2 separate regions of the Zea mays genome follow, and region 2 is linked to region 1. A link is a contact called in public Hi-C data. All regions are on one chromosome and are shown on one strand. Each heading gives the region's core, a stretch centred on a gene start, on an enhancer-like site or on the middle of the called end of the contact. The rest is flanking DNA. Distances are from core to core; before and after follow the strand shown.

The links. Hi-C and Micro-C count contacts between places; a contact is called where the count stands out from the background.
Region 2: a Hi-C map of leaf shows a contact between it and region 1, with 2.4 times the contacts expected there. The contact joins two enhancer-like sites. A contact is called at or near these places in 5 of 25 Hi-C or Micro-C datasets (bundle sheath, ear, leaf and 1 more).

What each region holds. Positions count from the first base shown.
Region 1 is chr3:21,984,311-21,990,199 of Zm-B73-REFERENCE-NAM-5.0, forward strand. No RefSeq gene overlaps it. Among protein-coding and RNA genes, the nearest start is that of LOC103649831, 6.5 kb to the left of the region's middle. Within about 2 kb of position 2,386, at least 18 of the 20 cell types and tissues checked have an H3K27ac peak or open chromatin away from gene starts, as enhancers often do. A contact at or near this core is called in bundle sheath and leaf, where this site is marked.
Region 2 is chr3:22,184,391-22,190,279 of Zm-B73-REFERENCE-NAM-5.0, forward strand. No RefSeq gene overlaps it. Among protein-coding and RNA genes, the nearest start is that of LOC103649833, 110 kb to the left of the region's middle. Within about 2 kb of position 3,516, at least 7 of the 20 cell types and tissues checked have an H3K27ac peak or open chromatin away from gene starts, as enhancers often do. A contact at or near this core is called in bundle sheath and leaf, where this site is marked.

The DNA.
Region 1 (5,889 bases), core at 1,136-3,635:
ATTATTTATCAAAAACCGTAGCTTTACATCACCTTTCATATCACATCAGCAGCACAAGAATGTGCTGGCTAATCGAACCATACGAAGGGGTGTCAACCCCACACACTCTAGAAGGCGTGGCTAGTTTCTGGTTTTTTAAAAAAAAGGTTAACGAAGTGTTTGGTCGTCCCTTTCAGCTATCTCTTGCATGCGTCTCTTTGCTAGAAATTTCTCCATCCCCAATCTTGTGCCAATCAACAAAATACTTTAGTACTGACCGGCCCTAGCTGGCCCTTATCTCTATTTCTAGTCACCAAACAAAGCCAACTGAAATTGGCCGGCTCTAATAATCAAGTTAATTAACCCACGCTGCGCTCGGCCGGTCTAAGCTTCCCACATGCCACAAAAAAAAAAAGAAAACTCTACGCTAGACAGGTCTCGCCATGCGTCACCTACTTGTCCTTTTATTGAAGGCAACATATCCTATGTAAAAGGTTCTCCTGTGTAAACATGCTAAAACGTCTTAACAACCTTTGGATCCAGAATCAAAGGCTAATCTTAATCCCACCTAATAATCTTGTGTTTTTTCTAAAGAACCCCCTCCTGGTAATCTGGTGCGGTGGCGGTTAGGTGAGATTAAAATTAGGCTTTGATTCTGGATCTAAAGGTTGTTAAGGCGTTTTAGCATGTTTACACAGGAGAACCTTTTACACAGGATACATTGCCTTTATTAAAAGACTCATGCCTACGTGTACTTAAGCCACCAGTAGTTAACTAATCCTACAAGCTTCAAAAAAAAAACTAATCATACAAGCAACAACACATGATCCGAAGATGATGCAAGCCTAGATTTTTAAGAACCTCGTCTCATGCAATCAAAGGCCCAACTGATAGTCTTCGAGAAAAGATGATGAAATCACAGTTAAACTGTGAATAATATATAGCCTGATGAGTTGAATCATATATACTGTACTGGACTACTTAACGATGAGTTCAACAGGAATTGAGCAGGGGAAAAAAACATGGAGATGGAAAGGTCAGACGACGTGCATCTGCAGTTTTGTTAGCTATAGGCTTGTCGACTAGATCAACTGAGCTGGTGCTGCGTACATGCATCCATCCACATGACATTGACGATTAGGTTAATCTTTTGCGCTCGCCATTAAACTAAACTAATATAGCTCTAGTTGCTCGTCTGGAGACATCCTATCAAATCCGTTCTACATGCCTCCCGTACAATCATGGATTACTTTATATATATATATATGGCCGATGCTTTGCCAAATGGGGTGACTCCATAATGATCCATGTATAGTAGGGGCATAACATAATTTTATTAGCTTCGACTAGGGTTAACCCCAGTTCGTAGCCAACCTAGCCTAATCCACTTGGATATATATGATGTGAATGCGATGCGAGTATGATAAGCTAGCCTACGACAGCCCGTCGACGCGACATGCATATTATTATAGACAGGCGGGATACATGCATATATATATATATATATATATATATATATATATATATATATATATATATATATATATATATATATATATATATGCATGTATCCCGCCTATATATATATATATATATATATATATATATATATATATATATATATATATATATATATATATATATATATATATATATATATATATATATATATATACACACACATTGATTCAGTTCTTGTTGTGGGTTTGCTTTGTACTATATTGTTAGGTTATGCAGGAGTCAAGTTGCCGTTGATAGGAGAGCGTGCATGTATATGTATATATACTTGTACTATACAAATTCAGTAACGAAAGGCGACCAATGGTATACGCACGACGTAACCGTCGATGGTTATTCTATATATGTCTAGGATACAATTTATCACCGACAATTGTGCCTTATAATACGGTCTCCAGAGGCGGAGAACGGGGGTGGAACGAAGAAGGGGACCAACGAGACCAGCTAGTGGGGGCGAATAGAAAACTTGCCAAATAAAAAAATAGCAGGTAACCCCCCACTTAATAATACTATATGTGATACGAATCTTAGGATGATCTATATATCATCATCCACCTCCCTGTGGAGGCGCCACTCCACTACTGTGCACATGTTGACTCGCTAATCCTTGTTAGTTTAGGTACGTTCCAGGGATTAACAAAAGCTAATAATCTTTGTTAGTCTAGTCGCACTCGCACCGCATGTACCAGTACCAGTAAACAAAACCCCTAGCGTAAAGCGCAGGCGTACGCGGCCCCTAACCCTATTGGCATGCATGCATGAGCATGAATGACTGCGTGCGTTTCGTACGTGGCTGCTACCGCCGATGCAGCCAATGGGAGATCAGGGAGTGCAGGCCACGTGTTGAGGTTCCGTTGGCTGGGGGCGGTCCAACCGCGGCGCGAAACGTGGACGCCGGAGTTTCGATGCATGCGGAGCCTACGTGGCCCCGCCGCTGGACCGGCCCAGAAGCGTGGGCCCCAGCGAGCGCGATCTCGATGCGGGGGGATTCTCCGGACATTACCATAAAAAGAAAATTCTGTCACTTCTGTTCACGGCACTGTTTTTACGTAAGTAGTACTCGTATTCGTTTATTTATCTATTATATAATTATCCAGCTCTCGTCCGTCAGTGCTTGTCCACCGGAATGGCAGAAGCAGGTTACGTAATTTACCCTGTCGGCCTTATAGATAAATAATAAATAATATCAAGCTAGCTTGATGCATGGTTTTGGTGCCTGCTAAGGCCTTGTTCGGTTATTCCCAATACACATGGATTGGATGGGATTGGAAAAAATTCTTAAGAAATTTGACTTGTTTGGGATTCAAACCCATCCAATCCCACTCAATCCACATGGATTGAGAGCTAACCGAACAAGCCCTAAATTAAAATAAAGTTGGCAAGACCAAGAACCGATGGACCATATTGTCGACACGCAAGCCCCCAACCCAACGGGGAAGGCACACGCTGAGCATGCAAACGACAGAGGCTCATAGCGCACGTATGCCGGTCACTTGGATCGATCTCTGCAAGGCAAGGCAAGTACATGGCACATATTGTCGCATGCTTTTCTGGTCCCGATTGACAAGTGAGTACCGGCCCGGCCGGAACACCACCCACCATCTGTGCTGGACGCCTGGACTGCTGGTGACTGGTGCGCACTCTCTCGCTCCGACGAGACGCGCGCCTCAACGTGTGTGCCCGTGCCAGGTGCTGCCGCGTCCAAATCACTACCGGAATTCGCGCCTTTGCCGAGTGCCGGTGGCTTTGCCGAGTGCTTTTTATCGGGCACTCGGCAAATCCGGCTTTGCCGAGTGCCGCACTCGGCAACGTCCTGCGCTCGGTAAAGAGCTAGTTTACCGAGTGTAGGACACTCGGCACAGCCGAGCACTCGGCAAAGACTTCTTTGCCGAGGGTCAAGCACTCGGCAAACATGGCTCTCGGCAAAGGGCCGTTAGCGGCCGTCTACAACTGACGGCCGTCAGTTTTTGCCGAGTGTCAAATATCTGGCGCTCGGCAAACATAGTCTTTGCCGAGTGTCCTCTGTAGACACTCGGCAAAGCATATTTTAATTTTTTTTATTTTGGTCACCAAAATTTTTGTGGTATGTTTCTACACTATGTAGACCTACATGTACCATTTTGGGACAATTATAACAGTTTTTTCTATAGCTAGTACATTTAGTTTGTTTATTTGAATTTCTTCGGAAAATTCAGATTTGAACTGCAGGTCACTCGAAACTTGGAAAACCGTGAATGCAAAAATGATATCCATGCTACATAGCACAAGTTACGACCGATTTCAGGAGCGAACCGGAAACTTCGAGCACCATGCTCACTCAACATGACCGTAAACTTGCCATCCAGGTGTTTAAAAATTGTATAAAACAGAAACAAAGTCAGAAAATCATGAACCCTGTCCACGTGTCATGATATCATATGTAGAGGCTGTGATAAAAATTTGAAAAAGTTTCGAGAAAGCTGTAACGCACTATGTGTACAAACCTAAGAGATCCACATTGAAACTCTATGATTTCATGTGTGGTTCTCTTAGGTTTCTACACATAGTGTCTCACAACTTTCTCCAAACATTCTAAATTTTTTATCACAGACTCTACATATGATATCATGACATGTGGACAAGTTTCATGATTTTCTAAGTTTGTTTGTGTTTTATAAATTTTTTAAACAGTTGTATGGCAAGTTCACGGCCATGTTGAGTGAGCATGGTGCTCGAAGTTTCCGGTCCGCTCCTGAAATCGGTCGTAACTTGTGCTATGTAGCATGGATATCATTTTTGCATTCACGGTTTTCCAAGTTTCGAGTGACCTGCAGTTCAAATCTGAATTTTCCGAAGAAATTCAAATAAACAAACTAAATGTACTAGCTATAGAAAACACTGTTATAATTGTCCCAAAATGGTACATGTAGGTCTACATAGTGTAGGAACATACCACAAAAATTTTGGTTGGCAAAATAAAAAAAATAAAAATGTACTTTGCCGAGTGTCCAAGGAAGACACTCGGCAAAGACTTCTTTGCCGAGTGCCCCCCAGGGTGGCACTCGGCAAAGATGTGTAAGGTAATATTTGCCGAGTGTCAGATGGTAGACACTCGGCAAAGGATCCTTTACCGAGTGCCACCGATCTGGCACTCGGCAAAGTTTATTTTAAAAATTAAAAAAAACTTTGCCGAGTGCCAGATCACGGGCACTCGGCAAAGAAGGCGAATATACTCGCCCGCGGCTTCCTTCTTTCTCCTTTCTTCTTTCTTCTTTCTCCTTTCTCCTTCTTTCTCCCTGCGCGCCCGCCGCCGCTCCGCGCCATCGCCGGCTCGCCGCCCGTCGTGCCGTCGCCGGCCGCGTCCGCCCACGCCAGCGCCCGCCGCGGCCGCCGCCCGCCGTGCCCGCCGCGGCCGCCCTCGCCAGCGCCCGCGCCCGCGCCCGCCGCGGCCTCCCTCGCCGGCGCCCTCGCCGGCGCCCGCGCCCTCGCCGGCGCCCTCGCCGGCGCCCGCGCCCTCGCCGGCGCCCGCCCGTCCGCCCGCCCGTCCGCCCGCGCCCTAGTGAGTGTATGAATCATTTTTATTGTAGTTGTATAGCTAGTAGATTTGTTTGGTGGAGCGATTAGGATGGAATCAACTAGCTACTAGAATTGTATAGTGACCTTGCTCGAATGAACTAGAGCGAGTGCTTGTAGTGTTTTATTAGGATTTTGTATTGTATTAACCGCTTGATTGTATAGTGACCTTGCTCGAATGAACTAGAGCGAGCGCTTGATTTTGTATTGTATTAACCGCTTGATCGAGTGCCGGTGATGTGAATTTTTTGTTGACAGACATGTATTTTTTGCAGAGGTCTTCCTAGCCGCTGCGGGTCTGCCTGCACCGCGTCGCGTCGCCACTGCACCGACCCGCCACAGCCCCACTAGCCTAACTCCACCGCCACCCTAGGTATAACCTCTATTTCCGCATCATGGTCGTAGATCACGTAACCCAGTTAGGCGTCTCCCGTTCGAAAGAGATACGGTATAGATATGCAGATCTTTGCATATCTACAAATGTATCAGTTTCGAATTGTCCACGTTTTTTGGACAGCCCGCGGTTGCGTAGATGGTGTTAGTTTCCATGCTCTACTCCGGTCCGAGAAAGAGTTTCGGCGTCACCTCCCAGTTTCGGCCAAACCAAGAGATGAAGCCGCCTAGTGGTGGTAAGACATGGAGAAGGCCTAAGGCCGATTTCGTCCTGAGCAGGGCCCAGAGGAAGGAAGTACTAGAGTGGATCAAGATGTTAATGTTCCCTGATGGGTATGCAGCTAACCTTAGTAGGGGGGTGAACTTATCTACCCTGCGAGTCTTAGGGATGAAGAGTCATGACTTCCACATATGGATTGAACGAATTCTTCCGGCGATGGTTGAGAG
Region 2 (5,889 bases), core at 2,266-4,765, 200 kb after region 1:
ACCCAAGAGGGACACAACAACATCTCTAGGATTTGACAACTAGCTTGAGGCTTTGGCAAGTGGTGTCAAAGAAACTTTTAGTGTTGTTGGCCACTGCCATGACCATGGAGGAGCAGATGATACTAGACGCTCCCAACGACTCCAATATTAGGAACACAAAACACTAGAGCTCCCTAGCCCATAAGGAAGCTATGGAACCTTACTCCTTGTACTCCTCTCAACCCTCCAGCATAAAATGGGGTATAGGCTCATTTAGAAGGGGGATAAGTTTGATCCAACCCAAGAACAAACCCAAGATTAGAACTAGATAGCGATCTCCTACCGTCAGTCTCTCAATTTAAGAACTCGCTTGATCATTCTAACATGAAGAACTTGTTGCAAGATGTAGGTCTCTAGAGCCTAAACAAAGGTAAACCCTTCATGCATTGAGTGTTAACCACCAAAGTCCCACACATTGACCAATCGATCGATCAACTAATTACTCATCATGGTTACAATCTCATAACACCGAGCAATGAAAAACCTTGATGCCTAGGTGAGGCACCTTAGGTCAGGCTAACAACCATGTCCCTCACTCGGAAACCTAGAAAATTACCGAGCAGTCGAGCCCAAGCTCTAACACTGATGCTTGCGATCGATCAAGGATGACTCAAGGGAAGTGGACCCATAGCAACGTTGGGAATCTTTTTGGCAAGCTCTAATGAGCGTCAGATGCCTGACATGTGGGTAGAGCCACATCGCCCATGGCCCTAGTAGAGCTATATCCCCTCACCTTAGTGAGGACTTATCGATCACTCTAGACAAGGGGTCACACAGTGGGCATGATGCAACATGACAGAATGATTGTGTGGCCTCTCCATGTTGAAGAGGAGATGAGACTGTGGGATCTATCTCCCATAGGGAAACTTCTCCATCATTGACATAGGTTGGTTGCTAAGAGGAGGAAAAACCAGATAGAGACAACACCAACTCTAGGCTCTCATGACCGGTTTTAGACCTCTACATGGATGCCATGGATGGTTCCAGCCCTATCGACCATGACCATGAAGAAGGGTATGTCGGACAGATCCAACGACTTGAAGATTAGGATTATGAATACTAGAGATCCCTTAGCGGCCAAGGAAGCTATTAGACCCATACTTTTTAGCCCATCAACCATCATCCTCCAAATATAAACTAGGGTAGGGGCTCCAGACATGAGAAAAATCCCAAAAAATACTAAACCGGAACTAACTAGCATTCTCCTACCTGCTCCCTCTCTCTCCAATTGTAAGAACTCGATTAAGCATTCTAACATGAAGAATTCAATGTTAGATGTAAGGCTCTAAAGGCGAATCATGATAAATCTTTTGTGTGTTAAGTGCTAACCACTAAAGTCCCATGCATTGGACCACTAATTAGTCGATCCACTAATCACTGGTGCTGGTTACAAATCAATGATAGTTGATGTGCTAGGTAGGGGAGCCTTATGTGTATTCGTAGATCTTCGATGACTCACAACCAGTTTCACATGAGCTAAAGGCATTGTCCGTGAGGGTACTGGGCACTTTTCTGAGGAGGCCTTTTACACTGACATCATCTTCACTCCTAGCAAGGCTCTCATCTTTGCGAGCCTAGACTATATCACTAATCACCACGACGAGCTCTGCCTCTGTGACAAAGTGTTGTCTGAAGGGATGGCCCCTCCAATATCTCCTCTTTTGATCGGCCTTGTGCGAACCGACTTGGAGGTTCTTTCTCATCATATTCATCTCGGTTTGGACTGGAACCCCAATGTTGTGGATCTCCATCAAATGTTCTACACTAGCCAACGACGTCGTTGGTGCCTCGCTTCTAGTGTACTTTTCTGGATCTTCCCTAAGTGATTGGGAATGTAGACGCAATCTCCGAGTTCAAGCTCACACAGCTGATGAGTGGATGAGCATCGAACGATGTTGTCCTAATGGGCATTAAATTAAGATTGTGAGCTAAGAGCCACCTCTGCAAAGGAATGTGTCTTTGAGAAAAAGATGTGGTGACCATCAATGAATGGAATAGTCCTTAGGATTCGATTTGTTTGTTATCTCTTATTCTTTTGATTTACATCTAATTTCCTACACATACTAGTGTATTGTAATCGCTTGCGGTAAAACATGAAAAATCGCTTCTACCACAGTGCTACAACACAAAAAAAGATTTTATTTCTCCCAATATTTGGGATGTGCAAGTTTTCGATCTAAGGCTATCTTCAGTGGATCGTATAAAATAGGGGACGCAGAACTATAGATGGCACTATTTACAGAGTTAAGTTTGAAATAAGAGATAAAATAGGGAATGTGATAGGAGATCTGTTTGAGATGGCACAACCTTAGTGGTGTATTTACATGCTCCATATAAACACAAGGCAAAAGTAACACTTCACAAAAAGAAATAGCTAAAGCATAAGAAATAAAAAAACATATCTTACCAAACTAACTAATCAGCCATCTTTCATATCAACATTTCACGTCATTCAAGAAATGAAACATGACAAATGTGCTTAATTATTGTTCCACTTGTTGTACGCCTGCACTGCTACCAGAAGTGGAAATTAATCCACAGCGACAGCTGTGGGATCGATGGAAGATCTAAATATAACAGCTGCTCAGAAGCTAAGCTACAGGTTAAGAAACCGGTCTATAGTACGGAAAGGGCGGAAATTGTGCCGACTGACAAAAAAAATGTTGGGGAGACAATTTCCGCAATCATGTTTTATGACTTCCTTCTGTACTTGAGTAGAAGAACATCAGCTAGTGCTGGTTAGTGAGCACCGAGCAGCACACCTAAGATCATTGTATAATAATAGGATAAGCAAAAGGACAGACGACAGAGCCGTCGTCTGCTATTCTTCTTCTTGTGCAATTCTACTTTGTATCAGTCGTGTCTACCCAGACAAAAAAAAAGCATCAGCAGCATCCATGTTTAGTTAAGAACCTGGGCAACGTAATGCGATGGTCTTCCTGTCGTTGTACTTGCCATCACACTGCTTTGAGTGAATCACTGTCACTGGCACTAGCTGTAGTATACCTTCTCAGAAGGAATACCACGTTTGACTTCAAGTTAAAAGGTGAATGGAACCGAACCACCAAGTGTTTCAGTTCGTGCAGCTTTGGTATTGTCCAACAAGGCCAGTGGTTCCCAGATCTCAGCTGTAACTAGTGCGCAAAGATCACCCCTTTGGTGCGCGTTTTTACATGGCTAAACAAGTTGGGACGACAGCACACGGCACATCAGAGCCAGCGTCTCCAGCATCTATGTGAGTTCAGATCAGCAAGCTTTCCGGTTGGACTTTTGCTTCAGCCCGGTTGGAAAGAAATCTCCCCCAAATCCTACTAACCCCAGGGAAAGCTGGATTTTCGCGGCTTTATTTTCGTAACGCAATCTCGTCTCCACCACCCACGAAAGCTTCATTCACCTCCAAATTCTTCCCTCCTCCTCGCTCTTTATCAAGTCTTTCCCCAACTTCCAAACAAGGCCCACCATGTCCCCTAAACTTGGCACCCATCTATTCCTCTCTTTCTGTCCCTTTCGAATAACAAAACAAGACTTGCAGGACGCTATTGTGGCTATATAAAAATTACATGATATCTTCAGTGATCTATATATTATCATTTGTTAGTATTACTTAGAGGAGACGTGGTTATGTAGCTGTCATCTATGGTGGCTTTATTCCGGTACAATTTTTTTTTACCCACTATTGCTTAGACCATGGACATCTATATATGCTAATTTAATGGTTTCAGGTTAGCTAAGTTGATCAATTACTTGATTGCATTGGTTATCATAAAGTATATACCTATACCATGCACCTTTAGTTTTATTATTCTCCAAACATATATATGCCACATCCATAACAAATCAAGAGTCAAATAATCATTTAAATAGGCTTCCGTGACTGCTTTGGATCCGGTAACCTGCTGATAGCCCGAAGCCACCTTTCATCTGATTTTGACATCTAAATCACAAGGTGTAGATACAGAAACTAGGATAGATTATTTATATATGTATGGCACAGTATTACAGGAAAACCAACAGCTACATACCTGTAGACACGATTGATAGGAACTCACATGCATGGAATCAATCTTGTCCCCTGATTATGTATTCTGTTGACGGTGCTACATATTAGATTCTAGTCACATATATTAGACGTGACAGCGAAGCTAGCAAATATTTTATCGGGGTCATTAGTATTATCTACTGGATCTTTACTATAGAACTTTTGTTATTAACACCGATTTCTATTAGATATTCAAAAAATTACCGGGGTCAGTTGACCCCAAAATAAGGGCTGGCTCCGCCACTGAGACATGTCCTTGGATCCAGCCAAGAGACCGAGCCAGAATGCGGGACAAGGGTATGCGGTCAACTTCTAAGTTTTTGCCGATATTGTTCCGGGAGTATTTGGTAGAGCTCAGGTAGTTGCGTATCAGGGACATTTAGCGTACACATCTTGGGCAGGCCCTTGTTCGGTTCCGTTTTGTTTATGATAGGGATAATTTGATTGCTTTGGGCCCGCAACAAGCGTTGGGTTTTAATTTTACTTTGATCAGGCATAATGAGGCATGGAATTTTCACTCCCTCAACTTTAATAGGGAATGTTGGTTAATGTTGTTGGCTTTTCCTTTTGATTATTGGTCACATGAACACATTCAGAATGCTATTGGGGCTTTCGGGATGTTGCTTATGAGGGAAGCGGATCATTCAAATATAACAAGGTTATTGCTCAGGGCTCCCTCAACTTTAATAGGGAATGTTGGTTAATGTTGTTGGCTTTTCCTTTTGATTATTGGTCACATGAACACATTCAGAATGCTATTGGGGCTTTCGGGATGCTGCTTATGAGGGAAGCAGATCATTCAAATATAACAAGGTTATTGCTCGGGGCTAGGGTAATAGCGCTTGAAGAAGTGCCACATTTTATAGTCTTTTCTGTTACAGAAGTGTTTCAAGGTTTTTCTCGGACCATACAATGTGATATCATTCAGAATGATTTACTTGGTGCTCTCCCAGAAGACGAAGAGGAAGTGTCCCCCTACCCAAACAATGGACAAGAGTTACCATTTGACTTTTTTGGTCTTGGTCAGCCACTAGTTCAGATGGAAATGGGGCTTGGTAAGCCAATGGAAAATGTTGGTCTCGACCTCAGTCTTCCACAGGCTTAGGCAGAACACAAGCAAAAGTAAGATAATGTGGGGTGGGATGAATGGCTAGTAGTTGCACAACCTCCACCAGTTCCACAACATGAACAACTAGTAAATTAGCATCCTCGGGAAGGCTAGCTCAGTTTTCAATTCTCTGGTTTGGAGGATTTGAACTCATCTAGTAGCTCAGTGGGCATTTTGGGTCATAATTTTGACTCCTTTCCTTGGGCACCCATCAACATGGTTGTAGATGCGGGTGTTCAAGATTTAGAGATGCCTCAACTTGATGAACAGATTTTGGAAGTCCCAGCTGTCTTTGGCTCTATAAGCAATCCAACAGCCAAATGAAGATGAAATAATGGAAAACATGGGTGACTTGATAGTGGAAGAAGTAAATCTGGTTCAAGAGCCTCCTTAATTTAATATCAACAATCCAGATGCTCAGGTCGGCTTTGTTCAAGTCAACAACATGGGGCCAATGATGTTGTCGTTGAGAGCACCTAGAGGGGGGGTGAATAGGTGATCCTGTAAAAACTTGAAACTTAAAGCCACAAACTTGATTAAATGTTAGCACAATGAAATCAAGTGGCTAAGGAGAGCTCTTGTGAACCACAATTGACACAGTGAAAACAAGCACAAGAGACACAAGGATTTATCCCGTGGTTCGGCCAAGTACAATACTTGCCTAGTCCACGTTGTGGCGTCCCAATGGACGAGAGTTGCACTC